2 separate regions of the Sus scrofa genome follow, and region 2 is linked to region 1. The links are chromatin contacts, called in public HiChIP or PLAC-seq maps. All regions are on one chromosome and are shown on one strand. The core of a region is the stretch at or near the end of the contact, and the rest is flanking DNA. Distances in the headings are between cores, read along the strand shown. Region 1 holds the start of SIX4 (SIX homeobox 4). Region 2 holds the start of SLC38A6 (solute carrier family 38 member 6).

The links. HiChIP or PLAC-seq counts read pairs in DNA pulled down with a chosen protein or histone mark.
Region 2: a contact with region 1 is called in an H3K27ac HiChIP or PLAC-seq map of skeletal muscle. The contact joins the promoter of SLC38A6 here to the promoter of SIX4 in region 1. A contact is called at or near these places in 7 of 47 Hi-C or Micro-C datasets (embryonic fibroblasts, epiblast stem cells, fetal skeletal muscle and 3 more) and 2 of 2 datasets of contacts at active chromatin or transcription factors (alveolar macrophages and skeletal muscle).

What each region holds. Positions count from the first base shown.
Region 1 is chr1:189,679,295-189,685,522 of Sscrofa11.1, forward strand. It overlaps SIX4 (SIX homeobox 4), which reads right to left and starts at 3,084. Exons shown (of 3, transcript NM_001244614.1): 1 at 2,213-3,084. The coding sequence starts at 3,084.
Region 2 is chr1:189,920,127-189,926,354 of Sscrofa11.1, forward strand. It overlaps SLC38A6 (solute carrier family 38 member 6), which reads left to right and starts at 3,259. Exons shown (of 16, transcript NM_001267849.1): 1 at 3,259-3,415; 2 at 4,520-4,650. The coding sequence starts at 3,311. It overlaps TRMT5 (tRNA (guanine(37)-N1)-methyltransferase), which reads right to left and starts at 3,182. Exons shown (of 5, transcript XM_003121846.4): 1 at 3,064-3,182; 2 at 1,252-1,913. The coding sequence starts at 3,068.

The DNA.
Region 1 (6,228 bases), core at 1,834-4,333:
CTCCCAAACTTCTACTCCACCAGACTGACAAATGTCTCATTCAACAAAGTGGCTGTCCTTGTTGTAGGAAAAGCACTTTCAACCCAAGAACTGTTATGTGCAGTCGCCTTTGAATCCAAAGGAAGCCATAGGGGCCTATTTAACAAACATCATCCAGTGTCCTGGTGAGGTGGGAGGTAAAGGGTGTGGGTCACTCAGTGGCCTTGTACCTATCAGGCCCCTTCCCCAGCACCCTCAGCCCTGTTCTGTTCCAGACAGGATTGTGTTCCTCAGCTTTCCGATTTGGGGTGAAATACCAAATCCGGGGCGGGGTATTGGTGGGGGTTTCCCATTTGGTCTGAGCTTGGGAGAGAGGGGAAAAAAGGGGGGTGTTGGGCAGAGGCAGTTTGGAGCGCGGCGGGACCTAGCCCAGCAGAGGATCCGACATCCCTGCAGTGTCCGGCAGTCGGTTCGCTTTCATGCAGAGGGGAGGGGATTACCCGGGCTTTGGGCTGCGGGGCCAGGAGCGCAGAAAGCGCTTTGATTTACGAGCTGAGGCTGAGCCGCCGTCGCCGTCTGCAAGGGTGACTCACCGGGGGTGCGGGTGGGAGGTAGATCCGGAGAGGGGCCTCAGCCAGGCAACTGGGCCGGGGGCGGGGCGGTGTGTGCGGGGGGCGGGGGTCGAAGCTGGCAGAGTGTGGCGAGGCAGACCCTGGGAACCCGCCTTGCCGGCGGAGCGGAGGCTGCAGTCTGCGCCCGCTCCCCACGCCCCCTACCCCTTGCCCCGGGGATTCTGTTCGCGACAGGGCCCGCAGTCTCAGGCAGACGCCGGGTCAGGTGGCGTGGAGTTACTAATGCGTCTGCTCTGGGTCTCCCCGCAAGTCTGCGCCGGGGTGTACGCAGGTGGCAGTGCGCGCCTTGCTTTGGTTACCTGGAAGCCCAGCTCGGGCACAGAGCCTCCCTCCCTGCCTTGGGCGAGGAACGCCGGAGCCGTCGCTCCGGCCCCCGCAGGAGCGCATGGCAGGAGCGGCCCGCGCCGGGCTCTGGAATGCGCCAGGTGATCGCCTTCTCCCCGCCCGGCCGGGCTCCCCGGCTCCCAGATTCCTTCCCTTTACAGAACCTTCGAGCTGCTTTTGGATTCTTTCTCTCCTATGCCCGCGGGGCTGGAGACACCATCCCTTTAGGCGACCTTCTCCTTACTTTACTTCGCCCAACAATACACACAGACACAGAGACTAGGTGCCTGACTCAGGAAGACGCACAAAAGAGGTGGGAAGCCCGGTATTTTCTACCGGTTGGGGAAAAAAACACCTGGCAGTCAAAAAGTTCCAAGCCGCCAGGGTGGGCGCTCAAGGAGGTGCAGAGTGGAGAGCGCCCCCACTCCTTTCCCGTTGTCCGCCAATGGCTTGTCTGCGCCCACTCCCCCAACTACACCCGCCAGGAGGGAGCCACCGAGTGTTCGGGGCTGAGGAAGCAGCCCTCCAGCCCCACCACCCCAGCAGCGCTGAAATCCGAGACTAAGGAGTTCAGAATCAGGTTTCAAAACACCGCAGAGCAGAGCCGCACCAACACCCTACAGTTGCCGCGGCCGCGAAGGGAACCACAGCGGGCAGGGTGAATGATTAACTCTGTCATATAAAACCTCGACGTCCCCAGACCCCTTTCCGCGCCGCCAGCCGCCGCCAACTTTCCCCTCCCTCAGAGCGGCCACGGTCATCTTCAGCGCAGGCTCCGGGCAGCTGAACCCCAGGGGTCCCGGAGCGCGTGCGCGCGCCAGGCCGGTGTAACCCAGTGGAGGTGCAGACCCCGGCGGGCGCTGGCAACCTCCGTAGGCCGCCGGCGGCCACGAGAGCTGCCTTTCCGGCGCCTACACAAGCCCCTTCGCCCGGCCAGAACCGGGGACAGAGTGCCAACTTCAAAGCCAGCGGGATGGGGGTGGGAAACCGGGCAGCAGTGACCAGCCGCGGTGGGGGCGGGGATTGAGACCTAGGCGGGCGACGAGAAACTTCTTGGGGGAGGTGGGGGAGGGTAAAGAGTGAGGTTCTCCCGCCCCTCGCTACCGCTGCCCCCCCTCCCCCCGGCCGGGGAGAGAGGTAGGGGGCGGGGAGAGGTGGGCAGCCGGACCAAGCTGGTGGGGAAGGTAAGCGCCATGTTTGCGAGCACTTGGAGGAAAAGAAAGCTGGGAAGGGGGTGGGGGAGAGGAAGGGGGAGGAGGAGGAAAGTTGGCGCTCACCTTTTGGACTGGGTCTCAGAGGGGTTCCGATCGCGCTGCCGGCGGTTCTTGAACCAGTTGCTGACCTGGGTGAGGGAGAGGCCAGTGATCTTGGCCAGGTGCCGCTTCTCGGCGGGCGAAGGGTAGCGATTCTGCTTGTAGAGCTCCTTGAGCGCGTTGCGCGACTTCTCCTTGAAACAATACACCGTCTCCTCGCCGTCCCAAATGGTGCGGGGCAGGGGGAATTTCCTGCGCAACCGGTACTTGTCCACGGCGCCCAGCGGCCGGCCGCGGGCTCGCTCGGCCTCGGTGTAGCGTGCCTTGTACCAGAGCTGCTGCAGCAGCGGGTGGTTGGCCGATTCGAAGCTGTGGCTCTCGAGGATGCTGTAGAGCTCAGGGTAGATGCCCTGGTGGAAGGCCACCAGCGCCCGCGCCTTCAGCAGGCTCTCGTTGCCACGTAGCAGGTCGCTCTGGGGCAGGGACCACAGGAACCGGGCCAGGCGGTCCAGGTTGCCCCCCTGCTGCAGCGCCTCGCACACGCAGGCTACATGGTCTGGCGAGAAGGCCAGTGGGGTCTGCGCAGCAGCGGCGGCGGCGGCCACGGCGTGGTGGTGCCTGCCCAGAAGTTCCGAGTGGAGTTGTACCTGATCGGCCGCTGCTCCAGCCGCCGCCGCCGATACTGCCCCTTGCTCTCCGCTCACCCTGGCGGCGGCGGCCGCGGCGTCCCCCGGCTCCAGGGGAAAGGGGGCTGGAGCCGGGGGGCTCAGCCCCGCCGTCGCGCCCCCCGCCACTTCTCGGGGTGCCTCCTGCCCTTCCGAGGAGCTTTCCATCCCATTCTCCTGCTTGATATCCGCCGCACTTGCAATCTGCCCGGTGGGGGAGGAAGAGGACATTTTTTTTTTGTTGTTTATTTTCCTCCCTCCCTCACTCCCTCGCACTCTTTTCCTCTTTCTTTCCCCCTCTCTCACTCCTCCTTCTTCGTCTCCCTCCCCCCTCCCCCCCTCCGGAAAGCCCACTCCCTCCCTCCCGGTTTCGGCTGGATCTGGCCGATCAGGTTTCCCCCCGGCCACGCAGTCACCATTAAGATAGCTGCTAGAGCAAAGTAGTGTAAAAGGATAGCTGCTTTCTGCCGTTCCCCCAACGTGACTCCTCGGGTTGCTGCATACTATATGGCACTGGCGGCCGGGCCGGCCCGACCGCGCCACCTCATTGGCTATTTCACATTCAGAGGGAGGAGGAGACACCGTTTCTATCCCTGTCGATCACCCGCCTCCCACTCCACCCCTTGCCTTCCCCTCTCCCCCTGACCCCCAGGCACCTATACCTGAAGGGAGGCACCGACATTCTTTTCAGGCCCTGCTCCTGGGCGGGAACATGCCTAATGGGGCCTGGTAACTGGACAACAGACTCTTTCAGAGAGAGTCCCTACGATTCCAGAGGGAATATGAATTGTTGGGCATTAAGGTGCGGATGCTAAACTCTTAACAAAGAGACCACCCTCAGCATCTAGATGATAAAATTTCAGAGAACAATTCAGAAGCTTTCCTGGTATCTCTCTACTGCCCTTCACTCCCCTTTCTGATGTCTTTATTAAGGATTTTGCATTGAAAAGGGTCAAGAATAAAATGGCACTAGGGAATGCTCTAATGGGGAAGCATTTACAGGAAATTAAAATTCCAAAAGCGGGGGGTGGGGGGTGGGACACTGAAAATGGTATAAATAGCCCTCTAAGAAGATGAAAACAAGAAGGCTTCAAAAAAATGTGTTTAAGTCACTTGGAGGGCTGGCTGCCCAACTGAGTTGGTGATGCAACTAAGCATATAGAACTTTTAGCTATAAGTTTATCCTGGGTCAGCAGAGTGGAAGAGGTCTAAGCTTTAGATTATAGTAGCAACAGTATGGAAATTTAAATCTCCCAGATGAACCCTTTCAGTATAAGTGTATTAATTGTTTTTTAGAGATGATATTCCTGGTAGAAACCATCTCTATGTGCAGGTGTCTTGGAGTTCAATGCAGGATCAGCAGCCATTTCTACAGCATAAACAGATGGGAGACTGCCTTCTGGTTTGCCCTGAAGGGTTTGGGGGTGGAGTCTGATGCTTTTTGCAGTTATATCTCTTTGCTTCATGGTTTGCATGAGATCTTACCTCAAAAAAGGATGAACCCATATCTGCTTCTCTGATTAAGATGGTTCAGTTGAGTTTGTGTCTGGTACTCTTTCTCAAAATGCAGCATCTTAATGACATCATTCTAATCTTTAATTCTATGTGGACTTGTATTGTTTCTGCTTCCCAGTTACCCAGAAATGCTTACTTCAATGTATTATAAAGCAGCTGTTTAGGTCACCTGCTATCATGATCACCTTGCTGAAGTTTTCTTTTTTTGTGGACAGGCTGAATTTCATTGCTGATCAATGACCAAGAAATCATTTGGTTTTGAATTTAACTTTTGTGCTACCTTAATGAAGCCAGCACTGACATCTCTGGTAGATTCAAAATTTATAGAAAAGACCACATGTTTCTACTCCATTGGGAATATCCAGTTAAATATCGGACTTCTGGACAATATCTGAAACTCATAACTTTGAATTTTTAAAAATATGCTTTTTATTTTAGAAGAATTTTGACTTAAAATAAAGTCATAAAAAGAGTACAGAGAGTTCCCACTTACTCTTTATTTTTTTTTATTATTTTTAAATTTTTTGTCTTTTTTGCCATTTCTTGGGCTGCTCCCTCGGCATATGGAGATTCCCAGGATAGGGGTCGAATCGGAGCTACAGCTGCCAGCCTACACCACAGCCACAGCAATGCGGGATCCGAGCTGCGTCTTCAACCTATACCACACAGCTCACGGCAGTGCCGATCCTTAACCCACTGAGCAAGGCCAGAGATTGAACCCACAACCTCATGGTTCCTAGTCGGATTCGTTAACCACTGCGCCACCACGGGAACTCCCCACATACTCTTTACCTAGTTTCCCCAATGTTAACACTTTACCTTATAATGATACATTTGTTTAAGCAAATTAACATTGATGCAACATTAAAACTCTAGACTTTATTTGGATTCGCCAGTTTTCCCACTAATACCTGTTTTGGTCCATGATCCAATCCAGGATACCACATTCCATTTAGTTTCTTGAATTTTTAAAGCATATTTTTCAGAGCAAAGTAGACAAGAGGTAATGTGGTTTAGCGGAAAGGATGTGGATTTGGGGATCAGCTATCCAGATATAGGTTTAATCCTAGCTCTGCCATTTATTGGCTACTTGACTATAAAAAGTGGACAGAATTGTTGTGAGGATTAAATGAGATAAGATGTGTCAAAAAGCACCTGACACATAATTAATCTTTGTTAAATGTTTGTTTTCTTCCCCCTAATAGTATAAAATAGGAAACTTTTCAGTTGTACATACCTAGTGACAATTCATTTGGCTATGTTATAGGGCTATGGACTTTCCAACCATAGGAGTCTTCTTCTTCAGGCTTATCGTTAATAAAATCTAGTGCATTGACTAGGAAAACCATGTATTGGGTTTCTGCATGTCTTCCGTATAATTGTCTCCAGAGTACCAAGTTCAACAGATTATATAGAAGTAGCAGTGGCATTTTATGAAATCTGTAGCCTGTGGCTACATTGGTATTCTATAGCTCCAGGAGGAGATTCCTATAGGACCAGAAGTGAAATCCAACACCAGGCTCCAGATTTTTTTAGCTGGCTGAGCCTCAGAGCTCATTCTGGCAGCAATTCAAAGTGGACTGGAAGCCCTTGACTCAAATATAGTCAGCTACATTAGAAGAGAACTCCAGACTTGAGGGGGTGTAGATTTAATCTCAGAGCACTATTTTTGCCAAATGATTTGTAGAAGTGATGAATATTTGCTTCTACTTCCTGTGTCTGTCATACTGTGAGCATTGAGAGTGCTGTGCTGATATGCAGTCTAAAGCTATGTTTTCATTTGAGAAAACAGTTGAGATTGAGATTTTGTGAGAATGAAAATCAAGCTGCTTCTTTCTATATCTTTTCCTTACTGCTTGA
Region 2 (6,228 bases), core at 2,009-4,508, 240 kb after region 1:
ATCAAAGTCTACTTTTTTTGGTGAGCACTTAAAAAAGTATCTATATGCTATCTCATTGTAGAAGGAAAGATAACTTGATTTGTAAGTTAGTAAAAGTACTCCATTATACAAATATGCTTAAATGCAATCAGAATTTGTCCAATTTCTCTGATAATTAGATACTTGATTTAGAACATGATAATATCAACAAACTCTTGTCAATCATTATTCTTATCTTATTCTGTTTCATGCATCAGAACTCAGTCTTAAAGATATATAAATGTACCATAAATGAGGAAAGAAAAAAAACCTGTCCTGAAGATCTATAGTAAAAGCTTTAAAATTACCCCTTTATAGAAATGTTTCATTTTTAATATATGAGTTTCTCTTTATGAAAAAGTTTATAAAATAAAGTGCTCAAAGGAATGTTTGAGTTAGAATAGGCAATGACTCATAGGAAAACCTAGACTTGACATTTATACCCAGTCATAATTATAAGGATTTGCTTAAGTATTTATTATGTTATCATTATGCATTATCAGCCCCCTTTATCAATAAAAACCAAGGAAATGCCTAATAGCATATCTCTGAAATCCTACCCATGCAAAATACTGAGCACTACATTTTAAAGCTGAAAATAATTCCCACAAGTTCTGACAAATACTCTACATTAAAAAAAAAATTAATCCTGGAGAATTCACAGACATTAAATATTTACATGAGGATTAGTGCAATTGTGATTAGTCTTCTGCTTCTATCTTATCCCAACGAATAAAAGACCCAGGCTTAAATTCTGGGCTACAGAGGTACAGCATACACAGCATTGTTTCTCTAAGGCTAGAAGCACTAAAAAACAATGTGTGGTACCTGACATAAACAAGTTCAATTAATTGATCAATGAAAATATGAGTAAACAGTGTCTTGCCCTTTTGACTTAAACATGCAAATTTATGAAACCTTGTATTCAACATAGTCCTAAAGTTTTAATAAGTCCTGGCTACCAAAATGACAAGCTGCCAAAGAATTCTACCAAAGCAAGTGATTCAAGTTTTTACTTCTATGCATTGTATACACAAAAGCTTAAACTGATATTTAGAGCTTGCTATGACTCTGGAAAAGGTATTCCAAGATGGCCCTCAAAAGAGAGAGTATGCAGCTAAGATCCAACTTAAAATGTCCTGCTCTTATAATTCAGCATTAAAATTTTTTAAAACTAAAATTAGAACTTGCTCATTGCTTTCTAATATGTGAGTATCACTAAGACACACCTACCAATTAAATGCTTGTAAGGTAGCTGATGATCTCGAAGGTTCAGGTGGGCGATGTGTCCGACTCGGCTAAACCCTGAAGTCACATCTTGACCTTCAGGGAGCACGGCTCTCAATATTTCTTCTGATTTAAAGTTTTCATAAGTTAGTTCCAAATTATATTTAGATATCTGTGGACTGACATTTAGTTGCTTTAAAATACTGAGTTCTTCTTTCTCGAAGGAATCACTGGTAAAGATTTTATAGGGATCCAACATAATTAGTCTACTTTCTTCATCTTCTGGATCTTCAATCACACGTTTGATGCCTGGGCGCTGCAGTGCTGCCTTTTTAAGGGACCGCATCAATTTATTGACTATTTCTTTCCTCACTTTAAGCACTGGGATGGTGACTGTTTTTTTAAAAGCTGCTCTATCGAGTTTTGTCATTCCTCGAACATCAGAGGGTGGTGAAAACAATTCAGAGTCTCTCCGATTTGTTTCTATTTCAGGCATGGTTGAGAATCTTTTTCTTTGATCCAACGAGAAAATATCAGGTGTCCTGTTAGGTTTCTGTATCAATGACACCCAAGCTAGTGGAATCGATGATTCTGATTCAGTTATTCCACAGCTTTCCACTTTGAGATGTCTTCTTGAGAATCCAAATCCAAATGGCCTCCATAAGATCCTAAAAAAAAAGTATTTTTTAAAACAAATACCATAAAGCTACACACTAACTTAACATGTTCACAATAAGTTTGGGGAATAAAATTTTAAATTGTTTTAAATAATGGGTGAATGCTGATGATTAAAACTTTTAGTGGTGTGTGAGAAGAATACTATCATTTCCAGGACAGGATGACCTTTAATGGTGGTAAATAATAAAAGTGCACCTTCTACCCATGTGTTGCCAGGACTAGGGCTTTGTGATCCATCACCCTTCGTTCAGTCAATGGACCTTCCCAACCACAATTTTCTATAGAACATGTTTGGGATTGGAAGGCTGAAGTTTAAGAATCACCACTAAATGAAATGGTCACAATATTTATGACCTTACCAATGGCAATATTTAAAAGGAAATTCTTGTGGATTCCTATTAGGTCAGGTGCTTTACATACATTATCAATCCTTGAGAGGTGTGCGTGGTATCACATTCTCATTTTGTAAATGAGTAAACTAAAGCTCAAGGGTAGGTTAATTGGCCCAAATTCCCGTTCCTGCCAAGTGGCTGAGCAAGGATTAAATTCCAGGGCCTGGTATTCTTAATATACTTCTATGTTGTCTTCGAAGTTTTACTGCCACAACTCCTGCCCATAACTAGAGGTTTCAGTATTTTGAGGATGAGGCCTGTTAAGTGTTATACTCATATTCCATTAACAGTATCAGTTATTCATTTTGTTACCGAAGAAGTAACTGTAAAAGGAAAGGGTCCCGTCTGGTAACCCTATAAAGCAACTGTCAAAATTTATAGCCAGGGTTCAAATTGGGTCTAGCAGGTAAACAGATGTGTAATTTACTTTGGGTAAATTACTTGATGTGAGTCTCGGCTTTACATGTGTAAAAATATGGCTAAAGTTCTATCAGAAAGCTTTTGAAAAGATGAAAGAGACTCCACACTCCCTGGTACTGTACTCAGACCTAGGCTTGGCAGGGCACCCGGGCGGTGGGTGACCTCGCCTAGGCAGCGCAAAGCGGAAAGCCGCCCTGAGCTGACCGGTACCGACAACACGCCCTCAGCCCCTTCGAAATATCAAAGGTGTAGCGGCCACCATCTCATCAACGTCACCATCCCATTTACCGGCGTCGCTCAGCAGCTGCCTCCCAGACCAACCCCTCACCTCATGCTCTGCTGCGGCTCGGAAATGGGTCGCCGACGGAGAGGCGGGCCCTCGATGACAACATCAATGTTCGTCGCCGAAGGGCGAGCGTCATCAGATCGCGTCGATTACCTTCTTCCTTCCCCGCCCTAGTGAGGTATAGGCACCCGGAAGGGCCGGGAATGCAGCCCCGCCTCTGGCGCGACTCTGGCCGGGAGAGCAGTGGTGGTAGCTGGTAGATGGACTGGGTCGTCGGCCAGCAAGCAGCATGGAGGCGCCGTGGGGGACCATCAGTGCGGAGCCGGGCTGGTTTGTCTCTACCCAGCAGATAGAAGAAGCAGAGGCGGAAGAGTTAAGCCCGTTGCTAAGCAACGTAAGTTAGCACAACTCGAGTCCCGGCACTTTTCTGATGTTCCTGCCAAATACGACGGAGAAAAGAAAGGGGAAGGCGAAGGGAGGAGGAAGAGGCTTAGGGCATGGGGCCCAAAGGCAGCAGCCGAGATTCCGAGATCTGGCGGACTTAATGAGTGTCATAGGAGCCTAACCTGTGCTAGAAAGAACAGCTGAAGTAGAGGTGCAGGCTCAGGTGAAGAGGTGCAGCGGCGAGTTGGAGGCTGGTGACCCCACTTAAAGGAGTAGCCCCAGGATTATGTAACTCCCTGCTGTTTTTTAGCATCTTTGTTGGTTTCTCGGCTTCTCGTTTCCTTCACCAGTCGTTTGAGCTTTGTGCAAGAGTCACAAGATTTTTCTTTTCCCAGCTTAGTCACTGGGGACCTGTAAATAACTTAATGCAGAGATCCTTAATGGTGAAGGAGTAGAGGTGGCCTGATAGTAGGTACATAGTACTTCCCTTGACCCTAAAGCCTGTGCACTCAACTTTTAACTTAAGTCAGTTTCTAGGACTTTGTTCCCAAATACTGTTTTAGTATTCCATACTGTTTAGTATTCCATAGTGTCCTCGCCAGAGCAACGTGAATCGCTATTTACTGTATCATCATTGTCAGGTGTTCCTGACCATCCTTCCCGTTGGGCAGACTTAATTCATTAAGTATATAAATAGAGATTAATTTTGCTGTCCTAGTCATTGAGGAGCAGCAGAAGTCTACAGTAACCCCATGCTGATTCAGGGATTCTTCAGTAATCATGTGAGCTTGGGGCCATGTTCCTGCTCTCTGTCCCCACCCCCATTTTACCCTATCTTCATCTTTTGCAGTCACAAGGTTAGTCATGACTTTTCAGAAGCCGACCTGGTTTCTGTGCTTGGAGTTGATTTTCCTAGGAAACCAAATTCCTGGTGCTGCACTAAGGGGAGGTGAGGAGGGAAGGAAAGGAAACCAGTGCTGGGTTGCTGGTTGAGCCCCTGGTATGTCACATCATGTGTCTGGTTTGCAGATATCCTCCATTGTCTGTCATTTCTTGATGAAATTTGAACCTCACCATTCAAACATTTGACTCTATTAAATTTGTGTGCTTACAGGAACTTCACAGACAGGGATCCCCAGGTGTTTCATTTGGTTTCTCAGTGTTTAATTTGATGAATGCCATCATGGGAAGTGGCATCCTTGGCTTAGCTTATGTTATGGCTCACACTGGCATTCTTGGATTTAGGTGAGTTATTTTCTTATTTTACCATTACTTTTTTCCCCCCTTAATTTTGATAGTTCAAAATAAGCAAAGAGATAGGCTGCAGAAGCTGGTACTATACAATTTCTAGTTATTTCTGGGCTTTTAACATTTTCTTCTTAACTTTTATATTGCTGCTAGTCTGTAGCTTGGAGGGATGCTACATAACCTGTATTTTTTTTTATCCAAAGTGTAGCTAATTTTAAAAAATGGAAACTTGATCCACACATTTATAACCTTAAGAAGTGGCTTATTTGTTGTGTTAAGTTGGCCAAAGTAAATCAGAGTTTATCAGCCATGCAGATTAATAATAAATAGCAATTTTGTGAGTGCAAATAAAGGACATAATCTTTTCATTTCTCCCCAACTCCTTTCTTCTTACTGTTAAGTAGTCTTGTTTCATCCTCTGAGGCTGGACATATATTCAGTTATTCATCTTTTAAGTCTCAGCTCATATTCCATTTGTATATTTGTTCTTTAATTATAATATATTGTAATAATTTGTTTGCAAGTTAGGTTCCCCACTAAACTCTGAAATCCTTTAGGACTATACCTTATCCTTAGCATCTAGCACCATGCTTAATAGAATGAATGAACAAGTTTGTTTTGTCAGCAGAAGCAGACCTCTTTTTCTAGGAAACTTAAGATACGTAGAGAGTTTCATTTAGGTTCATTTTTGCTCTTATTTTGAATTAAAAAAACTATTTTTATTGCCATACCTGTAGCATATGGAAGTTGCTAGGTTAGGGGTCAAATCAGAGCTGCAGCTGCTGGCCTATGCCACAGCCACAGCAACACCAGATCTGAGCCACCTCTGCGACCTAAACACCCGCAGCTTGCGGCAACACCTGAATCAGATCCTTAACCCACTGAGCGAATCTAATATGCATCCTCACAGAGGCAACTTGGGGTCCTTAACCCACTGAGCCACAATGGGAACTCCTTGTTTTGATTTTCTTGATTAGCAAACCAATTTTAAGTAACCCAACTTGCTTTTATTATGGAATATATTCACAAACTTTCATAGTTTTAAAACTTCAAACCTGTGTGACACCTTAGGCAAGACATTATCAGAGGATTTATATTTTAGTCCCCTTTGAAAAATTATATTTTAAAATCCATAAAGGGTCTTATATGTAGATGTGTACTACTGAATGTGTGCTTGCTGAATCCTATCACAGTTTCCATTTTGTGATGTCAAACTGTTATTTTGTCAGGTTTCCTGAGTCAGTTGACAAGTGTACTTTCACTTCTCTGTTCTGTTACTTATTAGCAAGTATTAAGTAGACTACAACCATAGTATTTCTTCAGCTTGGAGGGGACTCCACTGGGGACAGCTTTCTAGAAGCTTGTTCTACCAGTATCTTCCTGAGAATAAGTAGGGGGCTATGCATGTTGTTTCTGTTCACACTTTTGGTGAGAGGACCTCAATTATTACATTGCACATTTTCCAAATGGCATCGTTAGAAATGTGTTAACTGCATGTTTCTGGTTTAGTTTGGTGAGTGTGTGGGTTTAACAGATGCTAGGAATTGCAGTGTTAATTCACAATTATAGGTGAAG